Linked DNA regions of Mus musculus: regions 1 and 3 are each linked to region 2. Evidence: chromatin contacts called from public Hi-C and HiChIP or PLAC-seq data. All regions are on one chromosome and are shown on one strand. Each heading gives the region's core, a stretch centred on a gene start, on an enhancer-like site or on the middle of the called end of the contact. The rest is flanking DNA. Distances are from core to core; before and after follow the strand shown. Region 1 has its middle 13 kb from the start of Gm32486. Region 2 overlaps Inpp5a (inositol polyphosphate-5-phosphatase A). Region 3 overlaps Gm32486 (a long non-coding RNA gene).

Region 1 (3,490 bases), core at 161-2,660, 130 kb before region 2:
TGCTGTTGTTGTTGTTGTTGTTACTTGCCTAGTTACTTCTGAGGCTTTCCCCTGGCAGGTGTAGTGGTAGGCAATGGGACAAGTAGTGGCCACTAGTCCCCTTCTTGGTAGTAGTCAGAAAGAACTGCAGGAGCTACCAACCCTGGACCTCTCGTGGCTGATAGCCTTAATCTAAGTGCTGTCAAAGACACATCAACCAGAGGCCGGGCGTGGTGGTGCACGCCTTTAATCCCAGCACTTGGGAGGCAGAGGCAGTCAGATTTCTGAGTTCGAGGCCAGCCTGGTCTACAGAGTGAGTTCCAGGACAGCCAGGGCTATGCAGAGAAACCCTGTCTCAAAAAAAACCAAACCAAACCAAACCAAACCAACCAACTAAACAAACAAAAAGACACGTCACCCAGGACCTTATCACCTCAACAAACCAGCCAGCACCAGATACCATGTAACACCAGGTAGGAACACCATGTAACGCCAGTTTGGTAGCCCTGTGCCCCAGTCTGTTCACAGCCTACCTCCATTGGAACAAGAGTATAGTGTCTCCTTCAGGGCAGTTCATATTGTCCCCATACCCCCAGAGCTTTGTGGGACAACTCCTTTCTTCAGTTGTGAGAGGCCCAGGAGCAGGCTTGACAGGGCAACGTGGACCCAACAGGTCTGGCATTGTCCATGTTTGGAAAAATGACACTCCTGATACCCCTGCATCCTCCTGGAGGCCCCCAGAGAGCCACGCTGGGGCTGCCCAGCCCTGCCTACATATTTGGAAGGGCCGTTGCAGCCCCAGCCAACTCCTCATGTTCTCTGGCTGAGCCGAAAGCCAGCATGTTCTTCCAAGCCTGGAAACTCCCAGAAAGAGGGAAGCTGGCCTCACTGTACGGAACAGAGCCATCTTGAGGTTGGCCCAGGAATGGCCCTTGTCCTCCAGCAAATGTCCAAAGAAACACCACACTGTCTACTCTGCCTGAAGGAACAACCAGTCACGGGCAAGCAGAACCAGGGAACACACACAAGTGGGTCTGGGACAGGCCTGGGGCAAACCAGTTAGAGGAACTTTTAATTTGTGAGTTAATCCAGACCATTAGGTCAATGCTGCTGAGGATGAAAAGGGAAACTGAGTCCCACAGTCTAACCAATTAGCTCCTCGGAAGTGATTAAGCTGGCCTTGGTCTCCTGGCTCCTCTCTTTCAGTCTCAGTGTCTCAGAAAGCCCACTGCCACATCAGGGGGCCTGGGGCTCAGAAGGTTACCCCCAACTCCACAGCAGGATGGATGGAATGTATGTCCCTACTTCAGTCCCTGGGCACAGGCCTCCTGGAGTTGATATAACTGCTGAGGTCACTGTCTTAGGAGAGCACTCACTGCTGGCCCTAGCGGTGGGAAAGGAAGCAGCCAGGCCTGTCCTGAGTCAGCCCATCTGGTTTTCTTCTCTGGCCAGGAGTCTAAAGGAGCCTGGGCCTGCCCCAGCCCAGAAGCTTCCAAGATGCTCTGCAGGCCAAGGCAGGCCCCTCCCACTCCCCAGGCAGGACCAAGAGTCAGCCACTTGCCGGCTGGGGCTCTGAGCCATATTGACCTCTCAGGACCTCCTTGCTCTGAGATATGAAAGAGACCATGAGGATCTTAAGCACAGAGAATCTCCACCCATGGCAGCCCAGGGAACCACTAGCCCAAGCTGCCTCCTTCCTGGCACCAGCCCCAGGTCCCTCTGTACAGGCCTGGCTTGGAAAAGTCATATGTAGAAACCTAGGAGCCTCAGTTCCCAGTCCCTTGCCAGATATAGCTTAGACCAGAGCAAAGCCTCCTCCCCTTTCATTCTTTCTTTCCTTCTTTCCTTCTTTCTTTCTTTCTTTCCTTCTTTCCTTCCTTCCTTCCTCCCTCCCTCTCTCCCTCCCTCCCTCCCTCCTTCTCTTCCTCCCTCCCTCCCTCCCTCCCTCCCTCCCTCCCTTCCTTCCTTCCTTCCTTCCTTCTTTCCTCTAGCCCTCTCCCTAACTCCCCTCCCCCATCTTCTGCCTCTCTCTATGGGTGTGTGAATGCTGTTTTTGAGGCAGGGTTTCACTATATAGCCCTGGATACCCTGAAACTCTCTGTATAGACTGGGCTAGCTTCAAACTCACAAAAATCTGCTTATCTCCCCCTGCCTGGAATTTAAGGCATGTGCTACCATGCCCACTCCTCTCCATGTGTTTTTGAGTCAGGTCTCTCTATGTAGTTTAGGCTGGTCTAGAACTTGGGATCTTCCCGACTCTGCCACCCAAGGGCTAGAATTATAGGCATAAGCTATGGTACTCTCAGTCCTAGAGCCTCTCTATCTGCTCCTACAGGCTACCCACTCTTATCAGACCAAAAGACTTGGGGGCTAATGAGGCTAAGTTGAGCAGAAACCAGGGGTTCCAGTGATCATGAGGCTGGGTATAGTGGTATAAGCCTTTTATCCTAGCACTCAGGATGCAGAGGCAGGTGGATCTCTGTGAGTTTGATGCCAGTCTAGTCTACAATAGGAGACTGCTTCAAAACAAACAAGCCAGCAAACAGAGATATAAAGGCCCTGCAGATACCCCCCCCCCCCGGCTTCTGTGAGAGCAGACACCAAGTGCAATGGCCTAATGGCAGCATCCTGCCCTGCCCTTTGCTTCAGGTGCTGTGCTCAGAACACCATGCAGTAAGCACCCCTCCCATTCCTACATCAGCCATCATTCCCCATCTGCGAGGCTCATTAACGGCCTCATGTCCAGAACACTCTTTGGGAGGCCCATTGCCAATGAAAGCCCTGTGCCTTTGAAGTCTCTGGACTCATGCCAGAGCTGTCCACCCCTAGGATCACAGCCCCTGTGTGGCCTCTAAGCTCCACTCAGTGTCAGCAAGAACAATCCAGCCTCTATCAGCTTGTTCCAGCCAAGAACAAGCAGCCCCACAGATCCGCCCCCCCTGGCCCTTAGCTCTCAGCATCCTTGTGTGTGTACTCAGGATAAGAGAAAGGCCTAGTGGGACTCTCTGTAGGTGACCCTGAAGATCATAAGCCCTAGTTACTGGATGCTGCTATCCACATGAGGCGAAGCAGGGGATCACGTGAGCTGTGCCAGTGATGTCAGAGGGGCCTGGCTAATTCAGGGTGTCCTTGCCTTCCACGGTGGCAGGAAGCTGCACCAGCTAGTGTTGCAAATAAAGCAGAGCTGTCCCCGCTGGAGCCTCCTGGTGTGCAGGTGTGAGGGTCCTTTCCTGTGACCCTGAAAAAGCCTGTATGGGATCAGGAGCGCTATCCCCCACTTCATCCTCACTTGGAGAAGTCAAGGCTCCTGGACCACGCAGGAAGAATGTGGGGGCTATATCCAGGCCGTGGTTAGGCCGACTGAGCAGGTATCTTTCGAGAGGTGGGGAGAAGTGACCTAAGATTTAGGGCCACAGCATCATGTCTACCAATCCAAGAAAGGGCAGGTCAGGTAGCATGGTCCTCAGGGGGACCACAGTGGGTAACTTAGGGTGCACTGTGGTGACAAACG
Region 2 (3,428 bases), core at 648-3,147:
CACATTTCTGCTATCCTTCTGGTTCTCTTGGTATGTTAGAGACTCACAGCTTTTGAAGTTACTTTCTGTTTCCAGAAAGCCTGCTCTTGCTTTCTCTTTCTTCACCAGAGGTCAGTCTGACGTGTTATTCATCAAAAGCCAGGTAGCTTTTATTTTTACTTAAAAAATATATTTTTTTTGCATATTAGTGTTTTGTCTGCATGAGTGTCTGTGCACCATATGTGTGCCTGGTGTCCAGGGAGAAAAGAGGAGGGTGTCAGAGCCTCAAGAGCTGGAGCTACAGTTGTGAACTGCCACCGAACCTGGTCCTCTACAAGAGCAGCCAGTGTTCTTCATTGCTGAGCCATCTCTCCAACCCCTTATATTTATTGTTCTTACTAGAGGGTCTCTCACTGTCTGGGGCTCCGGGATTAGGCTAGACTGGCTGGTTTGTGAGCCATAGGGATCTGCTGTCTCAGTGTCCCCAGCACTAGGGTTTACACGCTGGCCACACTGAGCTGTTACATGGGTCCTGGGTCTTGAACTCAGGTCCTCAAGCTTGCATGGGAAACCCTCTACAGGATAAGCTACTTCCCTAGCCCAGCCCTGCTCTGTTTAAGATCTCTATCTCTCTGTGGTTCAGTCAGTCTGGGACATTCCTGTTGACATTTCTCTATGATTACTGGCCTCTCCTCTGTGGCTGGGTCTCCAGTGAGCCTGGCAGAGGCCATCATTTCTTCTGCTGCAGTGCCTGACTTCTGGCTACATCATTTTGTCATATAGTCCAAATGTCAGATTTGTTCTCCAGACATCCATTCTCCCCTTAAGAGTCCTTAGTGTGTGTGTGTTTCCATCGTTTCAGATGTGTGTCATAGCTGAGGTCACTTCTGATGTGTGTTTTATGTCTTCGGGCTTTTCTTGTCTTTTGCAAACTCTGTGAGTTTTGCCGGAATGCAGACATGGCATGTGAGGTGAAGGGAGCTGAGGTGGATTGGCCTCTGGAGCTGGCTGATTCTGATGTGTTTTGGGGCCACAGCAGAGGGTTCACATCTCTCCAATGCTGTGTCTGTGTCGCTTTCTTCAGATGCCTTTGGTGTCTCTGAGTCTCCAAAGAGGCTGTCACTGTTCTGCCTCTCTGTCACAGCTTGCAATTGTGGTGCAGCAATCAGGCGGGAGAATCTGCAGTCTGTGATCACCCCCCCTCCCCCACCCCCGGCTCTGTGCCCGGACTTTCCTCCTCCACATCTGCCTTGCTCTTCCTAGGTGAGGTGGAAGGCTTTGTGAGGAAGGAGCCCTTGCCGGTGGGCTAGGAATTAAAATCCTGATCCCTGGGGTAGGCTCTGGGGATGCTCAGGGTACAGTTCACCTCATTGCTTCTATATCCTTCTCAGGGCCTGCAAGGATCTTTCCTGCCTCTTTACTGAGAACCTGAAAGGTTACCCGAGGTAAAGTCCACAGTATATGGAATGCCCAGTTGTGTTTTAAATATGAAGCCTCTCACAGGTTTGTGTGCTAAAGCCCATTTCTAACTGGTGACACTATTCAGGGGAGGTTCTGAAAACTTGGGGTGATAGGCTCTAGCTGGAGGAAGTAGTTCACTGGGGTAGATCTTTGGGGTAGATCCTGGCCCCTGTCTGTCTCTTTCTCTCTGTCCTGTGCTCCGAGGTGAACTGCAGGCTCCTGCTGCCATGATGTTCTGTCCAAGTACATGGAGGCAAGCAACTGCAAGCCGAATGCTGTGCAACCGCGAGCCAAAACAAACAACCCCCTCTAGGCTGCTTGTCAGATACTTGGTCACAGTAATGGAAAAGTAACCAACACGCCCGTAACACAGTGGCGTGGATTCCCTCCTCACACTAGTCTGCACCCAGGCTCCAGTGGCTTGTACAGATACTATCTGTGCCCTGCTGCCACGGCCCTTCCCAGGGTTGTTGAGGCGAGCTGGTCTTGGCTGTGCTTGTCTTCAGTCTGTGCAGCACTGGAGGCCTCTGCTGGCCCGCTGATACTCACTTGGTTGGCTCCTTCCTCTGAGGACAGGAACAGGACCTTGGGCAAGGAGGACCTTGCTCCTTCTGTGTAGAGCTGTGTTTGGAGCAAACTGTGAAGATGACTGCGTGATTGCCTTTGATAGTGTGGTCAGCTTTGTTTCCCCATAGGAAACTGTGTGTGTTCTTAGTTTCCCAGTGAGTGTGGCATGTGAAGCTGTGACTGCAGCTGGGTGTCTTGGGCATGTGTGTCATGGCCGTGAACGTGCTTGGTTTGAATTGTCCTTGTTTGTGTGTGCTGTGCTTATCCTGTTTATATGTAAATGCTATATTTATTGCATCATAGAACTCAGTTTCCTTTGTCTGTAATCTAGAGCTCTCCAGTCTAATAACATAGCCGCCAGCCCCATATTGTTTAAACAATAAAAATAGCATAAAATACCCAGCCACAGTAGCACATTTCCAGGACAGATCTGGCCATTGCAAATATAGAACATTTCTGTCCTCATAGGAAGATGAGGTCTGTGCTGACTTGCAGTGGGAGAGACTCCTGACTCTGGGCATACTCTACAGTGCTGTATATCTGTGTAGCAATCACCTGACCCAGGTGGCTTTTGAGTTGATGTGTGCACCTGTACTTTTGGGCAAGTGTCTCATGCATGTGGTGTATGTGGGTTTGTGCATAGTTTCTCAGTCTACCCACTCTCTTTCATGTGTGTGTGTGTGTGTGTGTGTGTGTGTGTGTGTGTGTATGTGCTAATGATTCCTTTCTGGCTTATCTAGCAGCTTTTTATACAGCCCGGACTTGGGCCACAGCTTTCGTAGAAGCTGCACACATTTCCTCTCTCTATCACTTCTCTTTTATTGCTGCTTCAGCCACAGTGGTTATTCAGTGTTGGCTACAGCATTCTGAATGCTTTGGTGGTTTTCTTCCTCAGACCTTGAAGAGTTAAAAATGTGAAAGCAGTGCATGGTACTTATAAGAATAAAAGAAAGAGAAAGAAGTAACCACTGCGGGGAGGAAGGACAGCTATTCCAAAATGTGCTGTTTCCTCCATTCCTATTTGGAATGCTGTTGAGAGGATCTGAGGGCTGAGGTGGGAGAGGGGCTCTGCTGCCTGGGACTTGCTGCAGCAGACTTGTCTGAAGGTGGGCTATATTTTGGCCACCCTCCCTCTCTTCCTCCTCACTACCCTTTCTCTGGCTGTGTGGTACAGGCTGGCCTCCAACTTGTAGCTCTTAACTCTCCGACTCCTGAGTACTGGGATCATGTTAGCTTCTTTAAGGTAGAAGCTTCCATGTTGACGGGTGCTATCATAAACCATTATTTTGTGTTCTGGAGGGTATAAGAGGTAGAAGTGTGTGAAGGAGGCCCCAGCGGGGCTTCAGGATGTCTGCCCCACTGCACAGCCAATGGACATGTTTTGTGTCCATATGTTCTTGCCTGCGCTATTATGGTCATTA
Region 3 (3,586 bases), core at 871-3,370, 170 kb before region 2:
ACTGGAGGCTGGGCTGGGAAATGGGGGTAAAAGACCCTACCTTACTCCTGGGCTGACACCAAAGGACAGGTTCCCAGAAGGTGATGCCTGACTCTTCTCAGCAACTCTCGGGGTTCCCTTCTCAGCAATCCTCCCTGTCCTGGTGAGTTACCTTGGAGGAACCCTCTCACAAGGGCTTATTCCCCACAAGGAGGCCTGGAGCACTTCAGACAGCAGGCCTCTGTCTACTCAGTGGTGGGGAGGCCACTCGTGGGGCTGCCCTGAGTGCCATGCTCTGCTCTGGCTTCAGATGAGAGACCTACTATAGCCTCTGTGTCCCCTTGCTAACACTTCCATATAATTAATACACAGAAGGGCTACCCAAGGTTAGCTCCCAGGATAGTCCCTGTCTGGGAGCAAGGAGCTCCCAAGGAGGTGACAAGAACAAACAGCTGGACCCCAGGCACTAGTAGAAGTATGGGGAATGTGTCCAGTGTGAATTTGGAGACATTCGACGGAGAAAGCTGGTGCTGAGCCCCTTCCCACTCCCATGGACTCCAGCAGGCAAGAGCTGGTTCACTTAGAACAAAACAGAGTACTACCAGAGAAGCTCCGACGCCTTCCCCTTCAAAGGCATGTGTGTATGTAGGAGGCTGCCGGAGTTGGGAGCTAGCCAGGTTGGGTGCTGGTGTGATTCCTTCTCGGCATAGTTATACTCTAAGAACAGGCTCTATTCCACTGATTAGCCATCCAGCATCCTTCATGTGAGCAGCGGTGACATGACAACCAGCTCTTTCTCCATTATCCTTTCTTCATCAGGGCTGACCATCAGTTGCCATGTGCTGAGGCCAGCTGTCACTGTTCTGATACTGAACAGCCTGGATGGGGAACAACATGAAGGATCTGTGGGCAGAGGCCTCAAGAAATAGAGTCCCAAGCATGCACAAGGAACTCTTTTCTGTCACTTGCCTCCCCAACCCCAATCCCTGCCTAAACTCCTCCTCCTCCTCCTCCTCCTCCCCACCCCCACCAAGCTTCTACTCCCCATGCATCTCTAGGATGCAGCCAGGAAATGCCCTTTACTGCTTGCTCAGACTGCCCTGGAGGCTGTGGGTTGCTGGGACTGTGGCCTAGCAATGTGGGACAGAATGAAGCTGGGCAGAGGCCTGGAGAGCAGAACTGTTGACCCCAGGACAGATCTGGTTTGGCCCTGCACTCCTGGGGCCACCTTAGCTACTTCTGTGTGCTCTTGCCTCTGGCCTCGAAGTGTGGGTCTCTCTCATGGCTAAGGAGGAGCTGGGAAGAGACAATGACAGAGTCATCCCTGTGGGCTGGACCCATGGTCACAACATGGGTCCCACATCAAGCCTGGAGCCCTGTACTACAAGGGCATAGTCCCCCAACTAGTTCCTGGTCTCTGTCCACTGAGCAGAAGGCCCCAAGGCTGGATACTTTCAGATGCAGCCTGGTGGTGCCACACCCTCGTGTGATCTCTGCAGGGCCTCTTTTACTCTGAGGTAACCACTGTTGGTGGTAAAGAATTAGTAAAAGAAGATAAAAGTATATGGGCTCCTCCCATATGTGCTTCTGCTCTTCTTCCCAGAGAGTCTTTCTGGCATTCACAGATGTTTGCTCTTCAGACTTGGCTTCCTGCCATCAAGAAGCTCTGCCTGGCTCTCCCTTCCATGTTCCCTGTGTCTCCCCATGTCCTGAGATTCCCCCTGCATGCCCTAGGCTCCTCATAGTTGCCTGGTGTTTAGTGGCAACTTGTCCCTCTGGACACTGAAGAAGGAGCAATGGCCTGGATAGATTAACCCCCATGGGAGCTTCCCCTACCCTGACCCTCTCTGCCTGAAGGAGTGAGCCAGGAAGAGGAGAGGTGCACACAGCAGGGACACACACACACACACACACACACACACACACACACACAGAGGTAGGGATGGGCTGTCTGGATGGCTAGGTTGAGCCTGCCCCTGACTGAGAGTGGTCATCACCTGTTCAGGAAGGCTAAGCTGTTTTGTGCCCCAGAAACCTAAAGAAGCTTCCAGAGCTGACCAATGCCCAGCCAGAAGGAGGGGCTGTGGCTGGAGGGGGAGCTGCCCACAGGTCTGATCCAGGACTGACTTCCTCCTCCCACAGCTCTCTGTGGATTCAAGTAAGAGTCTGTGGCTCCTCCTGCTTCTCCTAGGACTATGGCTACTGCTGTCACCAGCCCAGGCTCTCTTCCTGTCTGCCCCCCCTCCGGAGGCGCCAACCAGCCTCTCCCCAGGCTGGTTTATTTTTAGCTCCTGCCCTGCCTGACACTGCCTTGGGTTTTGCACTGGGATCTACAGAAGCTCTTCCTAGGGTGGGCAAGCCCTGGTCACCGTAGGGCACTGGGAGGATTTCCTTCCTTGTGATTCTAGAAGGTGGCAGAAAGAGTGGCCACCTGGCCTTCCTGGCCAACGGAGAGATGGAGCCTAGGAATGGGGCCCTGTGAAGCCCACAGAAGAACAGGATCATTGTCCACAGCTAGAGGGGACTGTGGTGTCTGGGGAGCTGGAAGGCGTAGGTGGGAATTAGAAGTTGGGACCATAGAGGTCTGAGGCTGGACACTAGGACAGAGAGGTAGCTGCCCATAGAAGTAGGGTCATGTGGTGACTTGACTATAAAGGAGACATGTTAGCAAGGCACTTGGTGGTACTGATGGGGCAGTCACAGGTGGTAGGAAAGAGGAGGGGCTAGGACAGAGGGGCCTGGGATGTCCAGGGTTTCTGGAGCATAGGACTGGCTCCCCATGTCCCCAGATGACCTTGCAGAGGGTCCTATCCTTGCACAGGAGTGAGTTTGTGAGATGCACACACGCAGGGCCTATGAGTCATACAGCTCCCCTAGAAGGTCCCTGGGAAGCCACAGAGAGCATGCCCACCTTCTTCAGTCTTGCATGGAATGGGAAGACCAGAATCCAGCACGTGACACAGGCAGTGAGGACATTAGCCTGAGCAGACCCTGTCGAGTCTGAATCTTTCCTGCTACCCACTCACCACAGAGGCCCACCCTGACTGTTCATCTGAGGGGCTTGTTGAGAGGCTGGTACAATGGGTGGGTTTTATTTGTGTGTTCACAGACAGACACATACAACACGATAGCCTACTTGAGGACATCATCATATCCTACGATGGAAAAGCCACATCTTTAAACTGTGCTATCCCCGGAGCCTCATGACCTCTGACTTCTGCCTGAGGAGCCATCCTATCCTGGGCATCCATGCCCTGTGTCCCTGGAGTCCCGCCGTATGTGGTTTGCCCCTTCTTTCACTGAGTGTGTTACCAAGGTTTGTGTTGGCAGTATGCATTCCTGCTCCATCCTTTCTAAGGCTGAATAAGGTTCTGCCACATGGATGAGTCACGTTTTGCACTATTCTTGTTGTCTTGGGTTGTTGTTTTTCTGAAGCAATGGGAGTTGAACCCAGGGCCATGCACAAGCTGGGAAAGCCCTTTATCTGTGACCCACCTCCACAACACCCCATTTTCTGACCCAGTAGCACCTAGATCTTGCACCGCTGTGAGTAAAGCTACCGAGAACATGAGTGCTCTGGTTTCTGTGTGGACACGGGTTTGTATGT

What was found. A called contact is a pair of places that touch in the nucleus more often than the background predicts. HiChIP or PLAC-seq counts read pairs in DNA pulled down with a chosen protein or histone mark.
Region 1: a contact with region 2 is called in a Hi-C map of the N1E-115 cell line, with 10 times the contacts expected there. The contact joins two enhancer-like sites. A contact is called at or near these places in 1 of 15 datasets of contacts at CTCF or cohesin (the NIH/3T3 cell line), 8 of 484 Hi-C or Micro-C datasets (the HPC-7 cell line, the N1E-115 cell line, beige adipocytes and 5 more), 4 of 115 datasets of contacts at active chromatin or transcription factors (T-cell acute lymphoblastic leukemia, embryonic stem cells, fibro-adipogenic progenitors and 1 more) and 3 of 9 other capture datasets (adipose tissue, liver and pancreatic islet).
Region 3: a contact with region 2 is called in an HNF4G HiChIP or PLAC-seq map of pancreatic cancer cells. The contact joins two enhancer-like sites. A contact is called at or near these places in 1 of 115 datasets of contacts at active chromatin or transcription factors (pancreatic cancer cells) and 2 of 9 other capture datasets (adipose tissue and liver).

Annotation. Positions count from the first base shown.
Region 1 is chr7:139,307,826-139,311,315 of GRCm38.p6, forward strand. No RefSeq gene overlaps it. Among named protein-coding and RNA genes, the nearest start is that of Gm32486, 13 kb to the left of the region's middle. Within about 2 kb of position 1,411, at least 89 of the 459 cell types and tissues checked have an H3K27ac peak or open chromatin away from gene starts, as enhancers often do. A contact at or near this core is called in the N1E-115 cell line, adipose tissue, beige adipocytes and 1 more, where this site is marked.
Region 2 is chr7:139,440,079-139,443,506 of GRCm38.p6, forward strand. The region is part of intron 1 of Inpp5a (inositol polyphosphate-5-phosphatase A); the gene reads left to right. Among named protein-coding and RNA genes, the nearest start is that of Gm46004, 53 kb to the left of the region's middle. Within about 2 kb of position 1,898, at least 61 of the 459 cell types and tissues checked have an H3K27ac peak or open chromatin away from gene starts, as enhancers often do. A contact at or near this core is called in the N1E-115 cell line, adipose tissue, beige adipocytes and 2 more, where this site is marked.
Region 3 is chr7:139,271,376-139,274,961 of GRCm38.p6, forward strand. Gm32486 (a long non-coding RNA gene) reads right to left here. Exons shown (of 3, transcript XR_880989.2): 3 at 1-857. Among named protein-coding and RNA genes, the nearest start is that of Gm51504, 5.6 kb to the right of the region's middle. Within about 2 kb of position 2,121, at least 164 of the 459 cell types and tissues checked have an H3K27ac peak or open chromatin away from gene starts, as enhancers often do. A contact at or near this core is called in adipose tissue, liver and pancreatic cancer cells, where this site is marked.